2 separate regions of the Sus scrofa genome follow, and region 1 is linked to region 2. The links are chromatin contacts, called in public Hi-C maps. All regions are on one chromosome and are shown on one strand. The core of a region is the stretch at or near the end of the contact, and the rest is flanking DNA. Distances in the headings are between cores, read along the strand shown. Region 1 holds the start of ZBTB7A (zinc finger and BTB domain-containing protein 7A). Region 2 holds the start of ANKRD24 (ankyrin repeat domain-containing protein 24).

What was found. A called contact is a pair of places that touch in the nucleus more often than the background predicts.
Region 1: a contact with region 2 is called in a Hi-C map of skeletal muscle, with 2.4 times the contacts expected there. The contact joins the promoter of ZBTB7A here to the promoter of ANKRD24 in region 2. A contact is called at or near these places in 1 of 5 promoter capture datasets (liver), 2 of 47 Hi-C or Micro-C datasets (liver and skeletal muscle) and 1 of 2 datasets of contacts at active chromatin or transcription factors (alveolar macrophages).

The regions. Positions count from the first base shown.
Region 1 is chr2:74,675,571-74,682,020 of Sscrofa11.1, reverse strand. It overlaps ZBTB7A (zinc finger and BTB domain-containing protein 7A), which reads right to left and starts at 3,728. Exons shown (of 3, transcript XM_003354008.4): 1 at 3,309-3,728. It overlaps LOC110259362 (vegetative cell wall protein gp1-like), which reads right to left and starts at 5,731. Exons shown (of 2, transcript XM_021084088.1): 1 at 3,768-5,731; 2 at 3,379-3,470. The coding sequence starts at 4,654. The coding sequence ends at 3,398. It overlaps LOC110259661 (basic proline-rich protein-like), which reads left to right. Exons shown (of 4, transcript XM_021085143.1): 2 at 1,881-2,353; 3 at 2,469-2,708; 4 at 2,815-2,884. The coding sequence ends at 2,884.
Region 2 is chr2:74,564,141-74,571,199 of Sscrofa11.1, reverse strand. ANKRD24 (ankyrin repeat domain-containing protein 24) reads left to right here and starts at 2,798. Exons shown (of 23, transcript XM_021084071.1): 1 at 2,798-3,525; 2 at 6,298-6,369. It overlaps SIRT6 (sirtuin 6), which reads right to left and starts at 2,661. Exons shown (of 10, transcript NM_001114273.1): 1 at 2,587-2,661; 2 at 272-399. The coding sequence starts at 2,652.

The DNA.
Region 1 (6,450 bases), core at 2,479-4,978, 110 kb before region 2:
GGTGACCTGGGTCTCCTCGGAAATAATGGGTTGTAAAAACCCAGAGCCCTGCTGGTCTCCAGGGGCCAAGGTGCCGAGGGGCGGGGCTGCAGCTCAGATGGGATGGGAAGGGCCTGCCTCAGAAGACTGGGAGGCAGGGAGACGGAGTCTCCTGCTGTGTGACCTTGGACACTTTGCTGGCCCTCTCTGAGCCTTACTGCTCTCCTCAGGCAAAGGCTCCATTTGGCTGACAGGTGCCTGCCATCAAACCTCCAGGCCCTCTGGAAGACAGGTGGGCAGGTACCCCCCAGGTGTGACAGAAAGGACTCTGGACACGTCCTGAGCTGGGAGGCAGGACCCCAAGGGTCAGATCCAGCACTGGCTGGCTGACCTTGGGCTGCTCTCTGCTTCCCCCAGGCCTCAGTTGCCCTTGCCCCATATGGCACTGCTCAGAGGCTTGCTCTAAGCCCCTGAGGCCCCATACTTGTGTCTGACCTCCCCTCCTGGCCTCAGTTTCCTCATATAGCATTGGGGACTGCCACCAGCCCAACCAGCTATGGATCAGAAGGTTCCAAGGAGCAAAAAGAAGGAAAAAAGCCAACACAAAGACTGGCTGCTGTCTCAGGAACCTTCCTCACTGGATGAAGGTTGAGCTCTGGCAGGCCTCAGTCTCCCACACAGAGAAAAGGGTGCATCAGCCTATAGCCACCCGCTGCTAAGGGCCTCTGCTGAGAGTTGCGTGGCTCCCCGCCCAGGCCAGGGTGCTGACTGGCCACCACGCAGCCAATCAGAACTGAATAATAAATACCCCCCCCCAAAGTGACCCACGAATTAAAATTTCAGTGTCCCCGTTGGCTCCTCTTTCCTTCATTAGGCATGCGGATCCCAGGGCTTCGCTCTTCCAGTCACTAGCTCCTGCCCCCCCTTCTCCCCTAGGCTCCCGTCTCCACAGCGATGGCTGGCAGTAAACAGAGCCCCGAGCCCAGACGATAAGTGCCAGGCCTGGTGTGCTCTAAGGGCCCCACTGGGGGTGGCCCTCAGGGGAGAATGCCCCCTGCCTGGAGTCTTGGGGGCCTGGGAGGAAGCAGCAGGGCCCAGTGTGGACTCCCCAGACCTCTCCCAAGCCCAGCACTGCCAATAGGAAGTGATCGGTTGGTCCAAGGGAGGGCCCCCCCAGTGTGGGAGCGGCACACTCTGGGTTACGCCCTGGCCCGGTTGAGGGGGGGGCCTGACATGGAATCCTGGACGCCCTCTCCAGCCAGGCCTGCTACGGCCCTGATCTGGGAGGCAGCTGGCAGGGAGGGGGGGTAGCAAACGAAGCCTGCCACCCATGGGTGAGCCAGGTGGGCACACCCGGTGGAGGGGCACCAACACCTCTCTCACTTCCGCCCCCTGGCTAGGGGGAGAGAGGAGTTGCCTACCTCTCCCTGCCACCCCACCAACTGCTGGCTGCATTCCCCAAACATTTAGTGGGCGCCCACTGGGTGCCTGGGCCTGGATGGACAGCAGTCTCCTGCTGCGGTCCACCGGACTCCCTCACCAGCCAGCCAGCCAGCCAGCCAGCCGGCCGGCCAGCCAGCGAGGGCAGTGCCTCCCAGGACCCGCAAAGGCCTGGGCAAGAGAGTGCACCAGCCCCAGCCCTCAGCTCCGGCCCCTGCCCGGTTCTCAGGCCCGGAGCTGGGGGAGGGGGCCCGTTCCTCGGCTGGGGACGGAGGGAGGGAGGGAGAAGGAGGTGGCTGGATCCCACCAGTTCACCCCCTCCTCTGCCTGGGCTCAGGGTTCGCACGTGGTGGTGGCGTCAAGGGGAAGGAGGGGGGTCCGGGCCAGAGGAGACAGGGTCACGCGCTCTGGGGGCGCGGGCAGGGGTGAGGGGTGCTTTCTGTCCCCTCCCTGGAGGCCAGGGCCAGGCGGCCGCGCGGGCAGGGCAAGGGGCCAGGCCAGTCCCCCCACCCAGGGCTGAGTCAGGCCCGGGCGGGGGCAGGAAGCGGCCCCCTCCCCCGCCCCGGCCGCAGCGCGCGGCCCCCGCTCCGGCCCGCGGGCCCCCACCGCGCAGCCCGCGCGGGGGGCTCCTACCTCCTTCCCGGGGCAGCGGCGAGGGGGCCCGGCCCCGGCGGCGGCGGTGGCGGCGGCTGCGGCTGGGCTGGCTCCCTCCGAGGGGCCGGGAGGCGGCAGTGAGCCTGGCCCCGCGCCACCCCCCGCCGCCGGCGGCCAATCCCCACCCGGGCTGGGGGGAGGGCGATGCAAATTACCCCGGATCTGGGTCCGCCCGCCCGCCTCCCCCACGCCCGGGCCCAGTCTGCACTAGGCCGCTCATCCCCGGACTCCCCTGCACCGCGCGGCCGCCTGGGCCGCCGCCCTCCCCAGGGAGCGCGGGGTGGGTGACCCCCCCCGGGACGGGGGGCTGAGGGGAGGGGGGCTGGGGACGGTTACACAACCAAGGCGGGGAGGGGCCCCGGGGCGGGGAGGGGGACGGCCCGCGGGCCGCGCAGCCGGAAGCCGGGGACCGCCACCGGCCCCCGGCAAGGGGAGCCCGGCTCCAGGCCCCGCCTCCGGGCCGGCAGGCCCCGCCTCCGGGCCGCGCCGCGCGATCAGCCCGCGCTCATTGGCTCGCTAGCCCGCCACTCACCGCCCCTCCTCCGCACCGCCCCTACCCGCGGGCCGCGGCGGGACGGCGGCGCGGCGCACCCTGGGACTTGTAGTCCGAGCAGCCTGCCACCTGCCAGCTGCAAGCGCGGGGGGACTACGACGCCCAGAGGCCCCAGCGGCCGCGCCCGCCCACCCGGACACCCCACCCCTTCCCCCTCCTTTGCAAAGCCCCCCTCCCTGTTTTTTCAGCCCCCTCCCCCCCATCCCCCATGGAGCTCAATCCTGGCCAACTCCAACGTATGCACGCAGCACCGAATAGGCCCCCGGGGGGCGAGAGCGCCCCCAGTACCCAGCTGCAAACTTAGCACGCGACGCGCCCCCCTATCTCCCCACGCCGGCTCCCCCCACCCTCAATGCAGCCCCGCTTCCCCTCCCCCTCTCCTCGCGCTCCTGGGAGCCCCGAAAAAACCATGCACCAGGGGGGTCGGGGGGGGGCGGCCGGCGCACAAGCCTATGCACTTCGCCCCTAATACCCCTTCCCTGGCGGCGCCCCCTCCCCGCGCTCGGGATCCAGGGCGCCTCCAGCCTCCCGGCAGCTGCCAGCCACCCCCTCCTCTGAAACTTGCGGAACGTCCCTGGCTCCCGGGATCGCCCCTTCTGGCGAGGGCAAAGGTGGGCGCAGAGACCCCAGCCCTTCCCCACCCTGCACCCCATGCTGGGGGCCGCGCCGTGCGCTGACTTACCTCGCGGGGCCGGGCCGGGCCGGGGCGCGCGGGGCCGGGGCCCGGAGTTGGGACTGGGCTCCTCGGCCGCTCGCCTCTGGGGTCCGCGTCTAGCTCTCCCCTCGCTGGCTCTCCCCTCTTCGCTCCCTCGCTCCGGCGGCGGCGTCACTGCCCCTACAGTAACTGTACAGTACAGCCAAAGCCCCGTATGATGCTCGCGACTCCCTTCCTGGTTTCTCCGAGGGCAAGAGGGGTCCTCCCTTGTCTTAAAGGTGCCGCAGCCGCCGGCCCCCCCCACGCCCAGCCCGCCCCCCCACCCCGGCCTCAGAGGCCAGAACAGGCTCGGCAGGTCCCCTCTTGCCACGTCTCTGCCCTCCCGTGGGGCTTCGCCCGCTGCGCCGGAGAAACCGGGCTGTTATTAGGTTTTGTCAAGTTGAGGGGGGGTCCAGCCCGCCCCCGGCGCGCCCCCCCTCTTCTGACCTCTCCGCCCCGCTGCGCGGCGCCGTGCCAGCCTGCCAGCTTATCTGTCCCCAGAGCTCCCCGGGGCGCGGGGGGAGCGGGCCCCCCGGGTGGAGGGGGTGGGGGACTCCAGATAAACAGGCCCCCAGCCTCCACGCAGAGGCGGGTGCGGGGGGGGGCGCGGGCTTTGCCCCCGACGCCTGGGGCGTGGCAGGATGGCAGCGGGGGCGGGGAGGGCTATGCGCACTGCGAGGACCGACGCGGGCGTGGGTCGCGGCTGCCCGGGCTGCTGGGGGTGGGTGGGGGGCGAGGGGTGGAGACTGCGGGCCGGACGCCGGCCCTCCCCGGGCCTCAGTTTGTCCAGCTGCGGAAGGGACCTGGGGGCGGGCTTTGGGTTGACGGCTCGGGTCCGCTGGGCTCCCGGGTCTGTAAATGAAACAGCCAACCTGCCCGCCTGCGATTATGTAAAGGAGTCGCCTCTGCCCGCTGCGCCAGGGGCGTAGCGGGGGAAGGGGTTGGCTAGGGGCGGGCTGGGCTGTTGTTTTCCCGGCTTTCCGAGTTCCCCCACCCAACTGCGGGCCACTGGGCGGGACGGAGACCCGGCACCGGACGCTTAGGTCCCGCGGTTCGTTCCCGCAAGGGTCTGCATGGCTTGGGAGGGGCGAAGGTGGGGAGTGGGGAGGCGTTGGCTCAGCCCAACTTTTTTTCCCTGTCCATTTCTCCCACTTCCTCCCCGGTCGTGGGAGAGGTCCGGCGGGGGACGGGGGAGGGGGAAGAGGGGACGAGCAGTGAGAACTGCCTGACCCGCCCCGGCCAACTGCCCGCTGCACACAGTAGGCGCTGGGGGAGGGCTCTCTGGTGCAATCAGCCCCCTGGGGATCTCTGAGCCTCAGTTTCCCTGTCTGCATTCCCTCGGTCGGAGAAGGCTGGCACCTGCTTCGGCGTCGTTTGCTGAGCGCTTCTCGAGTGGCTGGCTCTGTCCGGGGTCCTGTTTACCTCCATTCTAACATCTAATGCCATTATCATGATCATTATTTATTGTTATTATCATTTTTACCACCATTACCTTACAGGCAGGAAACTTCCACTGCCGTGGGTGAAATGTACCCCGTCTGTCCTTCTGTGACTTCAAAGCTTTCCTGCACTTCATTGCCTCTTCACACACGTATTAAAAGTGCCTTTCAACTCCCAAACGGGTTGGATTGGCTTTTGTAATAGTAATTTGGCTTCAAGGGGAAACCCGGGAGGCCCCCAGAAGGGAAGTGACAGCCCCAGGACTTGCAGCCTGAAACCAACCCCCCAGGGTAGATGGAAAAGGACTGAGGGAGGGGCCACTTGGGTCCAGAGTGAGGGCGGAACCCAGGGACTTTGCTCTAACGACCCTGCCTGGGATATAAGTCCTCTTCCTTCCTTAAACCACCCTGCCATCAGCCTTGGGACAAGAAGGGCCAAGCAGAAACACAATTTGCAGGTCCCAGGATAGTTATTGGGTACTGGAGATAACTGAAGTTCAGGCCTTCATCCTAAGCAGTCTTACTTGCCATCCCCCCAATGTCCACCCATTCAACCAGAGCAGGGGTGACTCAGTGTCCCCCCTGTACCACCCAGCCTCAGATTTCTGGCACCCTTCTCTGCCGCAGATAACCTGACTCAGAAGGGGCAGGGAATTCATATATAAGATTAGCATTGAATCTAATCCTTATCAGGCCCCAGGAAAAAACAAGGGTTATATAATTTCCATCTTACATTTGAGGAAACTGAGGCCAAGGGAGGGACAGTGAGCAAGGATGTCAAATCCAGCTTCACCTGGCTCTAGACCCTGCCGGAGGGGCTGAAGGTGGGTCCTTCAGGAAATGCCAGGATTGCATACCCCAACCCTATGCCCAGTCCTGCTCCTGCAATGAAAAGAGAGAGAAGGGAGCAAAGCTTTGTCCTGACCCCTATTCCTCTGTCCCTACCCCAACCCTCTCCTCCCCACCCCCCAAGAAACCCAGGTAGATAATTTTTTTTTTTTTATGGTGGCACCTGTGGCATATGGATGTTCCTGGGGCAGGGGGGCTAGTGGTCATATCTGAGCTGCAGCTGCCAGCCTACACCACAGCCACAGCAACATCGGATCCCAGCCGCATCTGTGACCTATGCCGGAGGTTGTGGCAATACCAGATCCTTTACCCACTGAGTGAGGCCAAGGATTGAACCCACATCCTCATGGATACTATGCTGGTTCTTAACCCACTGAGCCACAACAGGAACTCTCAAGTAGATACTATTTTAAGACTTAATAGGAGTTCCCGTTGTGGCGCAGTGGTTAACGAATCCGACTAGGAACCATGAGGTTGCGGGTTCGGTCCCTGCCCTTGCTCAGTGGGTTAATGATCCGGTGTTGCCGTGAGCTGTGGTGTAGGTTGCAGACGTGGCTCGGATCCTGAGTTGCTGTGGCTCTGGTGTATGCCGGTGGCTGCAGCTCCGATTCGACCCCTAGCCTGGGAATCTCCATATGCTGCGGGAGCGGCCCAAGAAATAGCAAAAAAAAAAAAAAAAAAAAAAAAAAAGATTAAATTACTGTGTGACATTGGGCAGATTACTTAATTTCTCTGATCCTTAGAGTCCTCTGGAAAGAATAATGGTAGAGACCTCCTAGGGTTGTGACAAAGGAGAGATAAAATGATACATGTAACATACTTAAACAGCACATGGATATGAT
Region 2 (7,059 bases), core at 1,549-4,048:
ATTGCAGCACCCCTGCAACTAGGCATGGTCAGGTGACCAAGTTCTGGCCAATGGGGTTGTTGTGGAATGTTGGGTGTAATATAAAGGGACATGCTCCAAAAGGAGGGGTCTTTCCCATCCTCAACACCCCAAGGGACTGATTGATCACCCCAGACTCAGCGAGAGGGAAGGCAGCAGGACGGGTTCTGATGCCTGGGCATCTATGAGCTCACAAGGAAGCCCTTGGCAGCGTGGCAGGCTCTGCCTCAACTTCCCTCGCGTGCCCACAGACCTGAAGTCAGGGATGCCTGAGGCGGTGCTGATGCCCGCGCCCGTGTGGAACACCACGTTGGAGGACTGCCAGACCAGCTGTGCCAGCTCCCATACCTTCTGCTCCAATTCCTCAGGGGGGTCAAACACCTGTTGGTTGAGAAAGAGCAGGAAGGTGGGGTCAAAACATGTCCCGCAGTGGCAAGGTCACAAGCCACAGACTGAACTGCTCTGCCTTGCCCAGGAACAGGAGAATGGATGGGAAAGGGCAGCTTGTCCTCATGTTCCTCCTCTGCCCAGAGCCCTCCAGGGTTCCCATCCCCCTGAGGGTAAAAGCCCAAGTCCTCCCTGAGGCCCACGAGGCCCTGCACAACCTGCCCCAACTCCCCCCATTTCTCCCTCTGTTGCAGTCACAAGGGCCTCCTCACTATTCCTCCAACTTTCCAGGCTTGGTCTGGTCTCAGGGCCTTTGCACAGGCTGTGCCCTCTGCCTGGAATGCCCTTTGCCCAAATACCCACATAGCTCCCTCTTCACTCCTCCCAATCTTGGCTCAAGAGTCATCTCATTTGCACACTCATGATCATAGCAGCATTATTTGCAATAGCTAAAATATGAAAGAAACCCCAATATCCATCAACAGTCGAATGGATATTAACAAATGTGGTCTGGAAGTTCCTGTTGTGGCTCAGTAGTAACAAACCTGACTAGCATCCATGAGGACGCCAGTTCAATCCCTGGCCTCACTCAGTGGGTTAAGGATCTGGTGTTGCCATGAGCCATGGTGTTGGTTGCAGACACGGCTCAGATCCTGCATTGCTGTGGCTGTGGCCTAGGTTGGCAGCTGCAGCTCTGATTGGACCCCTAGCTTGAGAACTTCCATACGCTGCTGGTGTGGCCCTAAAAAGTAAAAAAAGAAAAAAGAAAAATAAATGTGGTCTGTACATACAATGGAATATTATTCAGCCTGCAAAAGGAAGAACATTCTGACACAGGCTACAATATGGATGAAACTTGAGGACATTATGCTCAGAGAATAAGCCAGATAAAAAACCACAAATACTGTATCATTTCACTTATGGGAGGTCCCTAGAGGAGTCAGACTCATAGAGAAAGTAGATGGTGGGTGCCAGGGCGTGGGGGAGGGGGATGGAGAGTTAGTATTTAATGAGAACACTAGGAAGATGAAAAAGCTCTGGAAATGGATGGTGGTGATGGTTGTATAACATTATAAATGTATTCAATACTGCTGAACTGTAGTCTTAAAATAGTTAAGAAAGTAAATTTTATATTGCGTATATTTTATGAGTATTTTTTAAATTGGGGGAAAAATAGTCATTTTCAGTGATGGCTCCCTGGCCACCTGGTTTCAATGCAGCCCTCAGCTCTTCTTATCTGCTTTGCTTTTCTCCCTAGCTCTTACCACCATCTGGTTTCTTTTTATTCTTCTTTCTTTTTTTTTGGCTGCAACACAGCATAGGGAAGTTCCCTGATTAGGGATCCAATCCAAGCCACAGCTCCAGCAAGGCAGGATCCTTAAACTGCTGCGCCACAGCAGGAACTCCCCACTATCTGATTTCTTATACTTATTTGCTGCTCATCTGTCTTGTTCTGTGATGTGGCTCCAGGTTGGAGAAAGTGTCTGGTATAAGGTAAGTACTTGAATGTTTGTGGAATAAAGTGAAAAACACCCAGGAGGGAAGAGTGGGGCTGCACATCATCTAAGAGCTCACTGATGCCTGACTCAGAATGAACGAGCCAGCCTTTGTGGGAGGGGGGCAATCTTCTCCCCAGTTTACAGAAGGGGAAAGGAAACCCAGAAAGAAGTGACCCAGCCAAGGTCTCAGCGTACGGAGGGACTTCTTTTCAGCGTGGTTGGAGGAGTGTTTCTGATACATCCTCCAGGTTCCTCCCCAGGTCAAAACCCTTCCGCATCACCCTTAGTGTCAACTCCCCAGCCTGGCACTTGAGGCCCATCCTGGCCTCCTTCTGGAAACCTCTTTGATCTAATCTGCTCTCTAAGTTTATTTCCACCCCACCCCCCCGCTTTGCCCGGGTAGTGCATTCTGCCTGGATATACATTGGGTGCTCCCTTATCAGAACTTGAAGACCACCCCATCGCTGGTCCTTCCCCGAGTCACCAGCCTAACCGACCCAGAGCTGGGCGTGTTCGCGTCCCCGGCCGCGCTGGGGCGTCACTTCCCGCCCCCTCCTCATTGGGAAGTCCCTCCCATTATCTAGCCTCAGTGTCTCCTGCTATTCCCACAATTCCCCGCTGCCGGTAGGCCCCGCCCAGCCCACGGCCCTGGGGGTAGCTGTCGGGATCCCGCCGCGCTCACCTCGGGGAGACCGCACTTGCCCTTGTCTGCGTACGGCGACAGGCCAGCCGCATAATTCACCGACATCCTCACCGCCCCAACGGGAACAATAAAGTTTCCCTTGTTGTGGCCGCTTCCGCCGGAAATGGGGTGGGACGGGGAAGGAGGAGCCGCATTCCCATCCACCGCACCTGGCGTCTCCTTCCAAGACGCATGCGCCCCGGACGGACGCTGCGGTCGCCATATTAACTGATGGCAAAGGGAGACCTGCTTCCAGCTTCTGCTTCGTACTGTATGCTGGGCATGTAGCGGGTGGTGGGAAAAAGGCTGTCCAGTGACCGGGCTGGAAACTGGGGGATAGCCGACGAGAGAGTTCTCTAGTCGCCTCTAAAGCGAGGGGCACGAAGATCAGTGCCCTTTTCCCCTTTTCTCACAAATGAGTGAATTGACGTTCCCCTTACTCGCCCTCCACTCTTGCAGAACAGAGCTTGAGAGAAGGGACCCGGGACTCATGCTCCCAATCCAAGGTTCTTTCCCCTGAAAATTTCAGAATTTTCTAAATTTACAAATGTACAGTACCTGTGCGTCGTGGGGGCAATTTGGGGCCTCACTAAGGGAAGGTTGAGGACGCCACTCTTAAGATACTTGGACATTATCTAGGTGGGCGATAATCACTCAGCAGGACAGGTCTCGACTGCACCAAGAAAATGGAGAAACTGCTTCCGGTCACTGGGGCTGGTGGCCTTTAGGACTCATTTAAGAAATGTATTGCACAGCCACTAGGGGGACGCTGGAGAGCAAATGCAGCATTTCATGACCTAGCAGTGGTGACTTAGTGTGACCTGTGTGTAATGAGGGCATTGAGCAAGGAAGGCGCTCTGGCGGAGGCAGCTGACCCAGCCTGGGAGACAACCAGGAAGGCTTCCTGGAGGAGGAAATGTTTCACTAAAGATCTGAACAGTGAGTACAAGTGAGGTGGGGGAAATCAGCCAATTGGGGCTGACAGGAGGTACAGAAAGAGGGCTCCTGGCAGAGGAACAGCAAGTCCAAAGGATGGGAAGAGCAGAAGAGGGTGGCTCTTTCCAGAAACTGAAATCTGCCCAGTGATGTTAGGGAAAAACATCCATGTCTTCCTGCCAAAGCCTGGTGGCCAACAGACAGGCCCACTGCCAGTCTGTCTCCTCCCTCTGCTCATCCCCTACCATTGGGGGTGGCTGCCTGTTCAGAGCTGATCAGGTGTCAGAGCTGAGTGCTGGGAGCTGCTGGTGTGAGCTGGTGGCCCCGCTGGAGCAGGTAACCAGAGCCGGCAGTGGACACGGTGGCCTGGTGCTGGAGTCAGTGGAGCTGCAGAAGGTAGGGGCAGAGGAGATGAGGGAGGCCTGGGCTGGAGGCTCCCCTTAGGGCCTCAGGCCCCTTGCCCCTGGGCACTGGCATATGGGAGAATGGAGGGCTGGTGTATGCCCCAGTTATGCTGAGGCAACAGGCACCCAGACACACACACACACGCACACACACACACACGCACACCCATTCATGGGTGCACTTTGCACTTCTCAGCCTTTTGCCGTGGTTAGGGTACATCCCTTCTTTTCCTGCTGCTGCTGCTCAATATCCTGCCCAGCCATCAGGCCCTGTTTATATATCAACACCTCCTCCAGGAAGCAGCTCCCTAGACGCTTCCTCTTGCCCCCAAGCCCACAGATTCCCTCCTGCCCCAGCAACTTGTGAACTTCTCTCGAGGGTGTCATTTACACCCTGCTCTGGGTGTGATTGAGTCCTTTAGACAGGAGTAAAGAAAAAGAGTGGGTGGGTGGTGAGTGGGTACATTGATTAAATGGGGTGAATTGAAGGAATGAGTGAATGGATGGGCAGTAGATGGATGGGAGGGTGGATGGATGATGGGTGGGTAGGTGGGTGTTGGTTGTGTGGGTGGCTACATAGGTGGGTAGGCAGGTGGATAAGTGAATGGATGAGTGGTTGGTTGGACAGGTGGGTGGTGGGTGGGTAGGTGGTAGCCAGTGGGTAAATGGATACATGGATCTATGGATAGGTGAGTGGGCAGCTGGATGGGCAGGTAGGTAGGTGGATGGTGGATGGATGGGCGGGTGGATGTTGGTTGAAGCATGGGTGTTTGTTTGTTTTGTGGGTTTTTTTTTTCTTTTTAGGGCCACACCCACAGCATGTGGAGGTTCTCAGGCTAGGGGCCAAATCAGAGCTACAGCTGCTGTCCACAGCCACAGCCACAGCAACACCAGATCCAAGCCACATCTGCGACCCATACCACAGCTCACGGCAGTGCCAGATCCTTAACCCAATGAGCTAGTTGGACTCCTTTCTGCTGCGCCATGATGGGAACTCCTGAAGTGTGGTTCAAGGGTGCAAGGAGAACCATGAGAAGATGCGTTGAGTGGTGGATCGTGGGTGGATGTGGAAGGGGGGGCTTGGGTAGAAGGATAGACACACAGGTGAATGGAGGGGTGGGTTGATGGCTGGAGGAATGGTCTGGCAAATTCATGGGCAGGTGGGCACGTGAAAGGTCAGGTGAAGGATACTCCTTCACAGAACATAGGAAGGAATTTGCAGCCAGACACCGGGCAAAACACCCCCTTGAATATCCTGCCTGATTTCTATACCTTCACATGCAGGGAACACGGAACAGGCCAAGCTGAACAGACATGTGTGTACACACACCCCTTGTGCTGACGTGTGCACATACATGCATGCAGCCATCACCCAGACCTCCACCCGCCTTGGGTGACTTGCCTCCTTGCTTTTACTCACAGAAGCCAGGCTGGTGTAAGGGGACTTAGCTGCAAGGATGTCCTCTCCAACCTTCCAAGAAACATGCTTCTGTGCTAAGAGGCCTCAGCTCTGGACCTGGCTCCCCAGGAACCTCTAACTATTCAGGAAAAGAGAACCAGTCCAGACACTTCCAGCCTCTGGAGCCAGGGGTGGGGCAGAGGAAGAGCTGGGGGAACCCAATTTAGGGAGTTAAGAGTTCTGGCAAGAAGCAAAACTGATCAGAACGCTGTGGGGTTTTGGAACTGAGCTCTGAAGGATGAAAAGGAGGTCACCACAGAAGGAAAAAAAAAAAAAAAAAGGCATCCTAGGCAGAAATAACTGCACATATAAAAGCTTGGCGACTAGAGGAGTTTCCATCGTGGCTCAGTGGAAACAAATCTGACTAGTATTCATGAGAATGCGGGTTCGATCCATGACCTTTCTCAGTGGGTTAAGGATCTGGTGTTGCTGTGAGCTGTAGGGTAGGTCACAGACGTGGCTTGGATCCCGTGTTGTCATGACTGTGGCATATACTGGCAGCTGTAGCTCCTAGCCTGGGAATCTCCATGTGCCACAAGTGTGGCCTTAAAAAGAAAAACAAAAAAAATCTGGAGACCAGAAAAAACTGGATCTACTTGGGTAATGGGGAGTACTGGTGGGATGCATTTATGGAGAACCTACTGTTTGTCAGGCTGTATGCTGGGGACCTTACAGAAAACTGTCTACGAGTTGGTCAAGAGACGATTATCCCCTGGATTTTAAGAATGAGAGATGTAAAACGGAGACAACAAGCGACCTGCTGTAGGACACACAGCAAATAGGAGATGGGATAGGTCCTGCTGTAGGGGCTGGGATGGCCCAGGGTGGAGGAAGTGTACTTTTGAGGAGCAGAAGGCAGCAGACCCCCTTGCCCACCAGGACTAATGTCCCTTACCCCCTGACCTTCCCCAGGTGACCTGGGGAGAGGAAAAACGCTGAACACTGGCCATGAAAACCCTCCGGGCACGATTTAAGAAGACAGAGGTGAGTCTGAGGCTACTGAGCTACCCGATGTTCTGGAGCTTTGGGCTCCTGTCCCCCAGGGCCTGGCTGGAGATCCACTGGGCCTTTGGACCACTGTCCTCTGTCCCTCTTTAGATTGTTTTGGCAGCTTCCGTATGATCAGGCTCCTCTCTGTTCAAAACTTTCCCGTGGTTCCTCACCATCCACAGGTTGAAATGTACCCTTTTAGCCTCTGGCCACCTCCCTCCCTTTCCTCACTACTGCCCCCTGCTGTCCTGATCTCCTCACTGGTTCCTATTCAAGCTTTCCAGCCCTCCATCCCTTTGCCGAGGCTCTTCCCTCCACCTGGAATGCCCTTCCTGGTATTGCTCCCCATCAGATCCCATCCCTCACAGTTTGGTCCCAAGAACATTTCTTCTGGGATATCTCTATTCCCAGCTACAGTGACCACTTGCTTTTCTGGGGCCTCACTCTCTTGGGGACCCTGATTTCTTCCTCTTGATTATTTACTCAGCAAATAGTAGGGTAGGGGAAATGATTGCAGTTTTAAAGGGGTTGTCAGGAAAGGCCTCACTAAGAAGCTAATATTAGAACAAAAATTCGAAGGGAAAGGAGGGAGGGACTCATGTATACTTGCAGGAATCGCATTGCAGGTGGAGGGACCAGCCAGTGCAAAGGCCCTGAGGTGGGATCAAGCTGGCTTCCCTTGCA